Linked DNA regions of Hordeum vulgare: region 1 is linked to region 2. The links are chromatin contacts, called in public Hi-C maps. All regions are on one chromosome and are shown on one strand. Each heading gives the region's core, a stretch centred on a gene start, on an enhancer-like site or on the middle of the called end of the contact. The rest is flanking DNA. Distances are from core to core; before and after follow the strand shown.

The links. A called contact is a pair of places that touch in the nucleus more often than the background predicts.
Region 1: a contact with region 2 is called in a Hi-C map of seedling, with 5 times the contacts expected there. The contact joins the promoter of LOC123444269 here to the promoter of LOC123444265 in region 2. A contact is called at or near these places in 4 of 6 Hi-C or Micro-C datasets (leaf and seedling) and 1 of 1 datasets of contacts at active chromatin or transcription factors (embryo).

Annotation. Positions count from the first base shown.
Region 1 is chr3H:462,277,415-462,282,756 of MorexV3_pseudomolecules_assembly, forward strand. LOC123444269 (myosin-11-like) reads left to right here and starts at 3,812. Exons shown (of 3, transcript XM_045120947.1): 1 at 3,812-4,212; 2 at 4,464-4,733; 3 at 4,936-5,342. The coding sequence starts at 4,714.
Region 2 is chr3H:461,739,798-461,744,830 of MorexV3_pseudomolecules_assembly, forward strand. It overlaps LOC123444265 (26S proteasome regulatory subunit 6B homolog), which reads left to right and starts at 1,726. Exons shown (of 6, transcript XM_045120942.1): 1 at 1,726-2,254; 2 at 3,654-3,800; 3 at 4,342-4,500; 4 at 4,944-5,033. The coding sequence starts at 2,198.

The DNA of each region.
Region 1 (5,342 bases), core at 2,562-5,061, 540 kb after region 2:
CTTCACCACCGTGGTCATCAACGCCACCCTCTAATTCATTGTAACCTAAACCATCAATCGGGGCTTGATCGATGTCGACTGCGTTGGTGGCCAACAAGTGCACGAACTCAGCAGCGGCATTGTTCGAACCATGGCTACATATAGTGAATGCACATCATGATGGGCGAATAATCGAAGCAAAAAATAAGTGAGAGAAGTTGCATGCCTTCCGGACGTTTCATCGAACACCTTGCCTGCGGTGGAAGCAGTGTCGTAGGAAGGCACCGTGAGGGAACGTCTCTCCTTGGTGGATGGAGTGGTCGAAGTTTTCTTCTTAGGAACCTTCTTCCGCTTCATGCTCGAAACCTTGTTCATCTTCCTTGCCGGCGGTCGGACATATCACGCCGCAGCGGCGCCGCCCGGCGCGCCTTCTCTTTCGGCAAGGCCAGCCGGAATGCCGGCCTTGTTGGGGATCGTAGTGATAATTAAAAAAATTCCTACGTCACCAAGATCAAACTAGGAGAAACCAGAAACGAGAGAGGGAGAGCATCTTCATAACGTTCAAGATCACTAAGCGGAAGCGTTACTATGAACGTGGTCGATGGAGTCGTACTCGCGGCGATCCGATCCAAGCACCGAACGAACGGTACCTCCACGTTCAACACATCTACATCCCGGGGACGTCTCCTCCTTCTTGATCCAGCAAGGGTGAAGGGGAGGTTGAGGGAGAGCTCCGGCAGCACAATGGCGTGGTGGCGGTGGAGCTTGTGGTTCTCCGGCAGGGCTTCGCCAAGCGTCGTGGAGGAGGAGAGGTGGAGAGGTAGGGCTGCGCCAAGGGGTGATGTTCAAGGTGTGTGCAAAACTCCTAAAACCCCCACTATTTATAGGAGGGAGGGAGAGGGGGCCATCTATCCTAGGGAAATCCTAGGAGGGGCGGCAGCGGCCTAGGAGGAGGGGGCGGGGGCGCCCTAGGGGTGGCTTGCCTCCCAAGTCGGAGGGAGGCAGCCCCACGCCCTAGGGTTTTGCCCTAGGCGCCTTGGGCCCTCCTCTGTTGGCTCGCACCAGCCCACCAAGGGCTGATTCCCTTCCACTTCCGTCCCATGCAGCCCTCCGGGGCAGGTGGACCCTCCCGGTGGACCCCCGATACCCTTTCGATGGTCCCGGTACAATACCGATAAACCCCGAAACCTTTCTGGTGACCGAAATTGGACTTCCCGTATATAAATCTTTACCTCCGGACTATTCCGGAACTCTTCATGACGTCCGAAATCTCATACGGGACTCCAAACAACCTTCGATAACCACACATACAATTCCCATTACAACTCTAGCGTCACTGAACCTTAAGTTGGCTTCTCTTATGTTCCGCTGGACTTTTTGTTCGCCCTCATTCGTGATTATGGTACGGGGCCCTTTATAAATGTTGTTGGGTGGACCTCCTGGCGCCATCATCACCTAGTACGAGCGCATGCGCTCACACAAAACGTCGTCTTGTGCTTTGGTGGCCTTGCTGAGCCTCCAGTTCCTTCTACCCCTTCTCCATTTTTCCTGTTTCCTTTTAAGTGCTAATTTATCTCCATATATTTACCTCTTTTCAGGTGGAAACAAATTAGGCAAAGGATTTCGTGATATCTTGAATTCATTAGCATTAGTAGCAATATCAGTGTTGTTTTCAGAATTTCCAAGATTATCCAGTTTAACAATGGTCATCAGCAAGTGACATGTTATCGTAACAGTTCCTCGCCATGACTTTCTACTGTGGAGGAAAAAGCAACTCGTGTGTGTGTGAGGGGGGAGGGAGAGGGAGGGGTGAGGCAGGAACCGCCGCCGTGCTTTTTGTTAAGGTCGTCCACCAAGGCAACGTCGGAGGAGGCTGGGGTGTGCGACATGATAGCCAAGAGAGGGGTGGGATTCGAGGGCGGTGAAAAAAGAAAGTGAGTGTGGGCACAAACTCACGAGAGAGAAATGATGTTTGGATGGGCCCACAAACATGTGCGACATGACGTAAATAGGGACAATAGATCAATACGAAAAGAACGTTGCGCATGCGACTGCCACGACACATGGCTGGTCATCTGGCTAGAATCATTTCCTTCCAACTATCGCGGGAAGCTATGAAATGTGATACACAGCTGCGTGTTTTTTTTTACAAAGAGTTTGTTTTGAAATAGATTTTTGACCCGCTTTTATAAATATATGACACTAAGCTGCGTGTCTTTTTACAGAAAGTGTTTTAAGCGGCAGCCTCCTTTCCTCTATTTCTCACACTTGCAACTATGGCAAGTAGATTCTTGTAATTCAAATTCTAAAATATGTCTCCAAACTATTGACCCGATTGACGATTGTTAGCTGCCTCTTGTTAAAATGTTTCAACAACAAAAAACCATTGATACTTGTCAAATTACTGTGATTTACTAGCCATGCTATTACCAACTTAGTTGTTGGACTGAATTAGCTTAGTTGCTAGATTGTTGAACATCCAGATACATAACTAAAAGACTCACTTCATGGTACTTGTGTGTAGTGATAACTCTTCTTACTTATTGTTAACCATAGAATACTCACTCTTTAGCTGTGCATAGCATTGCAAAGTTTATTAACATACAAACCTATTTTCCGGTAATTATACCCAATCAACATGCCAATTGTTTACAGTTAAGATGACAACTATGATGCATAATGCCGATGGTGACGAAAAATGATCTAAAACATGTTCACATGGGGTCTTCTTTTGTAGCTCTTGTTGAGGTGAACCCACGGATGAAAACAAACCACTAACTGGATGTTCAAGTGCTTGGCGGTCGAGTTGGAGGGGCCAACCGCTTAGGAGTATCCGGCTGCACAGTGAAGAATTTGCCTCGGATAGCCGGTTGTCCGTGCAAAATATTGATGTTGTACAGTCAGACCTACAATTTGTGTGACCCGTTGAATCTAGAAACTTGTTGAACATCCGGTGTTTTTTGGTTGTGATCCATATGTCTGCATCTATTTAAAATATGCAAGAAACGCTGTTGATTTAACATACATGTCAAATGGTGCACAAGATGCCTGGCTCTTGTATCCACGTATGCGGACCTGTAAGCCGTTGGACATGCCCTACAGGCCCGTTTTAAGTGTGGATTCTATTTACTCCCTCTGTTTCTTTATATAAGATGTATTTATTTTTTTGATAAAATTCCACAATTTAAGGTGTATTTCTTCTAATTTCTCGTAATTTCCTTGTTAGCCCTTTTAAAAAAGGAAAGTATTTTTCTTCCCTGATTAATTGCATGAATCTCTTCTTGTAAAGAGAAAAAGGAAATAATCTCTTTCATGATTGTGCCTATCTCTTACTTTCCTAGCCTAAATTATTTTGTTGCCTCTAATCAATGATTTTGCCAAGGTTAATTTTGTCTTAACATGTGTATAATTACGCGTCTTGGTCACCGTACCAAAAATAATACACCTTACATAAGGAAACGGGGAGTATTTATTTTGACTGGGAATCAAATTATTTGATACGATGTCTTAGGGCTTGTTTGGATCACCGTTTCTGTTTTAAATACACTTGTATAAAATACAGGCATGTGCACGTTGTTTCACTTTTGGCTGGAATTTGCACAACGGTCAGTAAGTTACACACCTTCATAATGAAATACATCCAATCCAAGCACTGCCTTTATATGAATTGTCCTCAGCTTGGACGTTCTTCGCCTCGAGCATATGTTCGGCTCGATCCAGCACATCCGGGTCGGTACGCCGCAATTAGTTTCCCAAAAAGAAGGGCATTAATGGCGTTGTTCATCCACAGCTAGGAAATTCTCCAACACTTTTTGCAAAGAGTTAACGGGAGCAGGCAGGGTACCAAAATGCTGTAGCACCAATTATGTCAAGTATGAAATGACCATCAATCCAGCATACCCTTTCCAAAAGGACACGACCAAACCAGTCCAATATTCCAGCGGGCCATACGTGCACGCAACGATAAATAATTCGATTACTAAAATTCTAAATCGCCTCAAAAAAACTAAATTCTAAATTAGTAAGGTGTTGATTATTCAGATGGGAGAAACAGCAGGGGAAGGGGAAAGGGCAGGCCAAGTCGTCGTTTATAAAAGGATCCTCCTGCCTTCGTAGTAGCCGCGTCCTTCTTCCCCTCAACAAATCCAACCACAAAATGCCGAACGGAGCCAACGAATGGCGCGTCTTCGCCTGACGGACTGCTGGCCCAGCTGATGCCACCAACGTTTTCAGGTCAGCGAAGCACGGTTCAACTGCTGTATAGTACTCGTATATCGGAAATGATAAAGAAACCCTGGGCAAAAGAATAGGTATATCTCATCTGTTGGGAAACAAAAATCGCACCGCTTTTGTGTAGAAAATAGCGAATTGTATTGTCTTTGGCTGACCGCCTCTCTACGTGCTTCCCTTCACCTTCAAGGCGGCTCTTAGAGTTCGACCGTTTCAACAAGGTCTCTGATTCATCTTTTCCCCTTCTTTAACAGCGCACAAGACGCGGTGTTGGACTTGGATCTCTACTCACTTCTCTGCCCTGTTTTAAAGTTTCGCCACAAAGAAAAAGTCCCTTGCTTCGAGAGACGGCCAGCATAGTCCCCTCTCCGGTATGCACAAACAGACTTCTCGGGGCAGCACCTGATTCCTGCTTTATGCATCTGATCTGATTCTCGTAAGAGTAACCCCCAGGTGGCATAATTTCGTGATCCTGGGCTGCCGGCACGGTTCCTGGCCGAGAAGATGTTCTCCTTCAAGTCCAGGTAGAGTGTTTTGTTTCCTCCCGAGTCTTCTTACCCAACTCATCGAATCTTTGTTATCTGTTGGCCAACATGAAAATCATGGTTGAGGTATTGCAGCCTTCCATGAAATTTAGGTTTCTGTCGAATTTCTTGTGTTCTCCCTTTGTTCCGATTGCTGTTAACAATCGATGAACCAACATGAGCTTTGTTCATGTTTTTACAGCCTCAAGTCATCTTCCAGTGGCAACCAACTTTCCACGCCGCGCTTCACCGAGGAATCAGATGTGCAGGAGCAGTTGAACAAGTTGCAGGAGGAGCTGGTAAAGGAGAAAGAGGAGAAGGTACGTGCGCTGGATGAGATAGAGGAGCTCAAGAAGAAGAGCAGTAAGAAGAAGAAGCTAAAAGGAAGTGGCGGGGACGATCAGTCGGACCTTGCAAACAGATTAGAGCAGCTGGAAGTAGAGCTGGAGGCAGCAAGGGACTCGGAGAAGAACATGCTAGTGTCGCTGGAGGCCCAGACAAAGCAGCTTGAACAAACCAAGGTATCTCTGGAGGAGGCCAAGCTTGAGATAGATTCGCTTCAAGACAACAACAAGAGCTTGGTTGCACTATCCTCTAACCCAAGTAGAC
Region 2 (5,033 bases), core at 476-2,975:
GTGCCACAGTGGGAGCGTCTGTACATCCCAGTCCACCAAGCTCGATGGCACTGGCAGTACAAGCTAGCTCTGCCCTACCCAGATGTCAACCTCCCCATGGTTGGCATCTGGACCCCGACCGCATCCCTATCCCAGTAGTGCCGCGGTCTGCGCGCGCGCACGCGGAGGAGGTCCGCCGGCGGCGCGCGCTCCTCAGTCCGGAGCACCGGCGCGATCCGACGTACGCGGCCGACTCCCATAAATGGGAGGTTTGGTTCGCCGTCGAGCACGAGCGAGAGCACATCCACGACGCCCAGTTTGATACGGCCATCCCTCCACCACCCCTCAAAGTGAAGCTAGAGGAGCAGGAGGAGGAGGCCGCCTACCAAGCCGCCCTCGAGGAGGCAACGACCTACGCCATCGAGGAGAGCAGGCGCGAGGAGGATGCGCACTAGGTAGGTCTCGAAAAGGCCCTCGCGCTGTCCGCGACGGGCGATTGCGTCGTGCCTGCTCCTCCATCTCTGCCGGCCGCTGAGGCCGAGGCACGCCAGGCACACACCTACCAGTGGACCGGCCAGCTCCTGGAGTGGGTGTCCGCGACTCTCGTCTGGTATGGATGCACGGAGGAGGAGGAGAAAGAGTACCTCCTGCACCATAAGTCGCTCGCACTGGCGAGGGAGGAGGCCGAGGCAACGGAGCAGATGAAGCTCGAGCCCAGGTGGACGGAGGAGGAGGAGGCGGAGCATCGGGAGCGGGAGGAGGAGGAGCGAGCCCGTCAGCCTGCGCCGCCGGTTTTGCCGGGCAAGGACGCTGCTCAGGCGTGGGAGGCAGCGTTCCCTTGGGCTGGGCCGGCGCTGGAGCTCATCGACCTCACCTCCCCCGACGATGACGACGAAGATGATGCATAGGGCGACCGAGGGCGTCCACGTTTTTATTTATTTATGTTTAATAATGTTTTATATGAACTTGAGCCAGCTTTGACCGGCCTTTTAATGTTTAATTATGTTTATCGTTGTTTGCGTCCGAGCCTGCGTTGGACGGTCTGGCCGATCAATTCGAAAAAGCAAACACCATCATTCGTTTGTCCGACCCAAACGGACGAAAAACGGATAAACCGCGCGTCCGTTTGAATCGCAGCGTTGGAGTTGATCTTACAACCACAAACAGAAATATCAAATTAGTGAAAAAGTTGCGACGGCGAAGATAAAAACGTTTGAGCGCTTTCTGTCAGGAGATAGCCAAAGTAGAAACAGGTTTCCTCTGAGATGCGGCTGGCCTGGCCGATCCCCCCAGCTGGCGCTGAGCCGCTGAGGTATGTACGACAGAATCGTCACGTGGGCCCACCCAATCATTCAAGCCCCGCCCCGCCCCGCCCCGCCCGGAAGAGAGAGAGCGGGGGAATATGCCGCGGAGCCCCTGTCCAGTCCCCACCATCCTTCCCCAGTTCCCCTTCCTTCTTTCACATCGACGCCGTCGAACGGTGCACCACGTGCCGCCGGCGGCGGTTCGGCCTCACGGAGAGTGTCCGCCTGACGCGGAGCGACATCGAGCGCCGCCGCTGGAGGTCGCTTCGAGGGGCGGCGGCGTGGACCGGCCGGCGAGCGCCGCGGGTGGCCTTCCTCTCGACGGCGCACTCGGCGCTGGGTCACCGGCCAACTCAGCTACCCGGACGCTGAAGGGGGTGATCAGGAGGACGCGCTGCTGCGCCAGCGCCTCGTCCGCACCGGCCCGCGCCCCGCGGGCCGACTCGTTCCCCATCAACGCCGTCGAACGGCGCGCCTCGTGCCGCGGCCTTCTCCCACACGGCCGGCGGTTCGGTCTCGGGGCGACTGGCGGGCGACGTCGACTGCATTCGGCCGCACTGACGCGGGGCGACGGGGAGTGCGTCGATGGCCGGCGGCGGCGCGGTGTGCAGAGCGACGGCGAGCGCTGCCGCTGGAGCTTGCTTCGAGGGGACATCGGCATGGACCGGCCGGCGAGCGCGGCGTACGGGACGTGGCCCCTCCTCTCCGTACCCAACCAAGGCCTTGTGCCTGACACGGAGGCTGCCGAAGACGGTGTCGGCGGAGATGCGATGGGTGGTCCTCCCAGGCGGCGCCTATGAAGAGGATGCGGTCGATAGTTCCGACGACGGTGACGGCTGCACAGGCACCCCCACGGTCACCCTCGGCTCCCGTGCCGGCGGAGGCGGCTACAGGCTACTCAGACGCTGAAGAGGATGTGGAGGGCGCGCTGCTGCGCCAGCGCCGATTCGTTCGACGTCGAAGCTTCCCCGGTATGTACCGCACCAGCTCTCCCATCCTCTCCCAGCGGCCACCGTGGCTTCAGTTTCGTTGCGCGCTTCGTGTTCGAGATATTGCCTAGGCGAGAGGCTCAAGCCCTCCGCCTCCGTCGCCCTGCACCGCCACTCCAACGCCCTCGTCGACGTGCTGCCCCTGAGGCCGACTCCAGCATCTCGCTCCTCGCCTCCTCCGAGAAGCCCAACGTCCTCTACTCGCTATGGGTTTCTCAGATCTGTCTGAACCCTAGCTCATTTGATGCTTTATTAGGATCGCTGTCTTCGACTCTGCCAACCCTAGATGCATTTGGTACTCTGAATTTGTTGACCAATTTAGGATTCACACTAGCTGATCTCTGTAACATGGATGTTATCTGCTTCGGTTCTCAGTTACTTGCCCATAATAATAATAAACGTAGCAGTAATATGGTAATAGTTTCTTGAGTAGTATAATTGTTCAATGAACAGCGGATTTTTGGCAGATAGATTGGTGGAATCTGGATTAGCCGGTGGCCCGTGTTCAATTTGGGCGTACTTCATGTAGATTATGATTTATGGCATCCTTTAGTAGATATGAATTAGTTGCTATAGTAGTAGATATTGATGATGTTTGTGAATGAATTGCTTTGCCTGAAATTGAAGTGTGCTTTGGTTGTTTCCGCAGTCATGTACATAACTTCTGCAGCTTTTATGCTGACAGTACAAGTGTTGCATTTCTGATAAACAGGAAAAGATAGCTATGCATTGACTAGCTGGTCTCTGTAACATGTATATTCTCTGCTACTGTTCTCAGTTATTTACCCATAATAATAACAGTACTAGTAGGGTAATAGTTTCTTAGTATAATTGTTCAATGAACAGTAGTTTTTTGGCAGATAGATTGGTTGAATGTTGGATTTGCCTCTGGCCTGTGTTCTAAATTGCTGGGATCAGTTTTGGAGACCGACCGGCAATTTTTGTACTGCCGGTTTATTTTCTTCTAGGTTATAAAGCTACTCTCGCCAACATAATCGAAAATCTCAAATCACCATAGTACTGTAGGAATGGTTTAATAAATCCTTTAAATTTTATGCTATTTGGGGCTTTCTTACTTCGGCATCTGTATGCCCATGCAATGATTTGATCCTGTGTCATTTTTCCTATCCTTAAGGCCAACCAAGATTGAGCACTTTCTATTTCCTGAGAATTGTGTGCATAACATGATCAGAACTTTTCAATTCATGGAGTCTGTATCTTTACGACTTACTGAAGTTGTTTCATACAGTGGATTGAAAAAACCTCAATAACAATATTCTAGTTCTGATTATGTTCAGGACATTGGAGGATGTGATATCCAAAACAAGAAATTCGCGAGGCAGTTGAGTTACCATTGACACATCATGAATTGTACATGCAGATTGGTATTGATCCTCCAAGAGGGGTGCTGCTCTATGGTCCTCCAGGCACCGGCAAGACCATGCTTGCTAAAGCTGTGGCACATCACACTACTGCTGCTTTTATCAGAGTGGTTGGTTCAGAGTTTGTGCAGAAGTACCTGGGTGAGGTAAGATGCGGATAGTTGTAACATGCATATGTTGACCTTGTTTCTGCATTCAGTTCTCCTTTCGTTCTTACAAAAAATATTGCATGTGTTAAGCTCTGACCATGTAATAGATGCATAGTTTGTTAAGTATTTGTTAGGTTTCCTTGTTTATGCTCAAGATTTCCAGCGTAATTTTGTTGCACATGTTTGAACTGAAGTGTTCTGCCGAGATCTGTTAACACAAGGTTACAAGAATAAAGCTACCTAAGCAGTGCCTGTGAACATCTGATGCAACTTCCTTTTTGTTTGTATTCTGCATACATTAATTACATCTTGCATGCAAAAAATATTTAGTTACTGCATACATTACCAACGCAAGTAAAACTACTGTTAATATAGCCTACGATTCATGCTGTCAGTGATATTACGTATTGCTTCATAATGTTTCTGGTAGTGGTTTATACATTACACTTTACACAAGAATTTGCTACCTGAAGCTTTTCTCCAGTTTGCTACCTATAAGTTCTTTTGTTGATGCATTGTATCATTTATCTCACCTTAGGGCCCAAGGATGGTTCGAGATGTATTCCGCTTAGCTAAAGAGAATGCCCCGGCTATAATATTCATTGATGAGGTTGATGCTATAGCCACTGCTCGATTCGATGCTCAGACCGGGGCTGACCGAGAAGTTCAGCGTATTCTGATGGAACTACTGAATCAGGTAAAATTTCTAGCAGTAATAGGTTTGCTGGAATTCAGGCTGTTTGCCACTAATCCTGGAATATCATGCATTTCAGACATGCATATACTCTTAGTGGCAAAATGTGCACATGCCCTTAGAAATGTCAAGTTGTTTAGTAGATGTCAAGACATGTGTTTCAGACCTGGAATATCATGCATTCCAGGTGGTTTGTACATGTATATAACTTTACATGCATCCTGGAGTAGATGTCGAGAAAGAAAAAATACCGACATAGATTCTAAAGCTCAGTTGTTTAGTTCTGATTTCACAAAATGTGCACATGCCCTTAAAAATAATATCTGTGGCTTTTTTTAGTATAGGAAGTAACTTCTTGAAAAGGCTATTGTTAAGACTATTACATGCAACTTTCTCATGCCTTGAGGGATTTGAGTATCACATTGTGAACTTTGTATGCAATGCAGATGGATGGATTTGATCAGACAGTGAATGTGAAGGTTATAATGGCAACCAATCGGGTAGATACTCTAGATCCTGCTCTGCTGCGTCCAGGA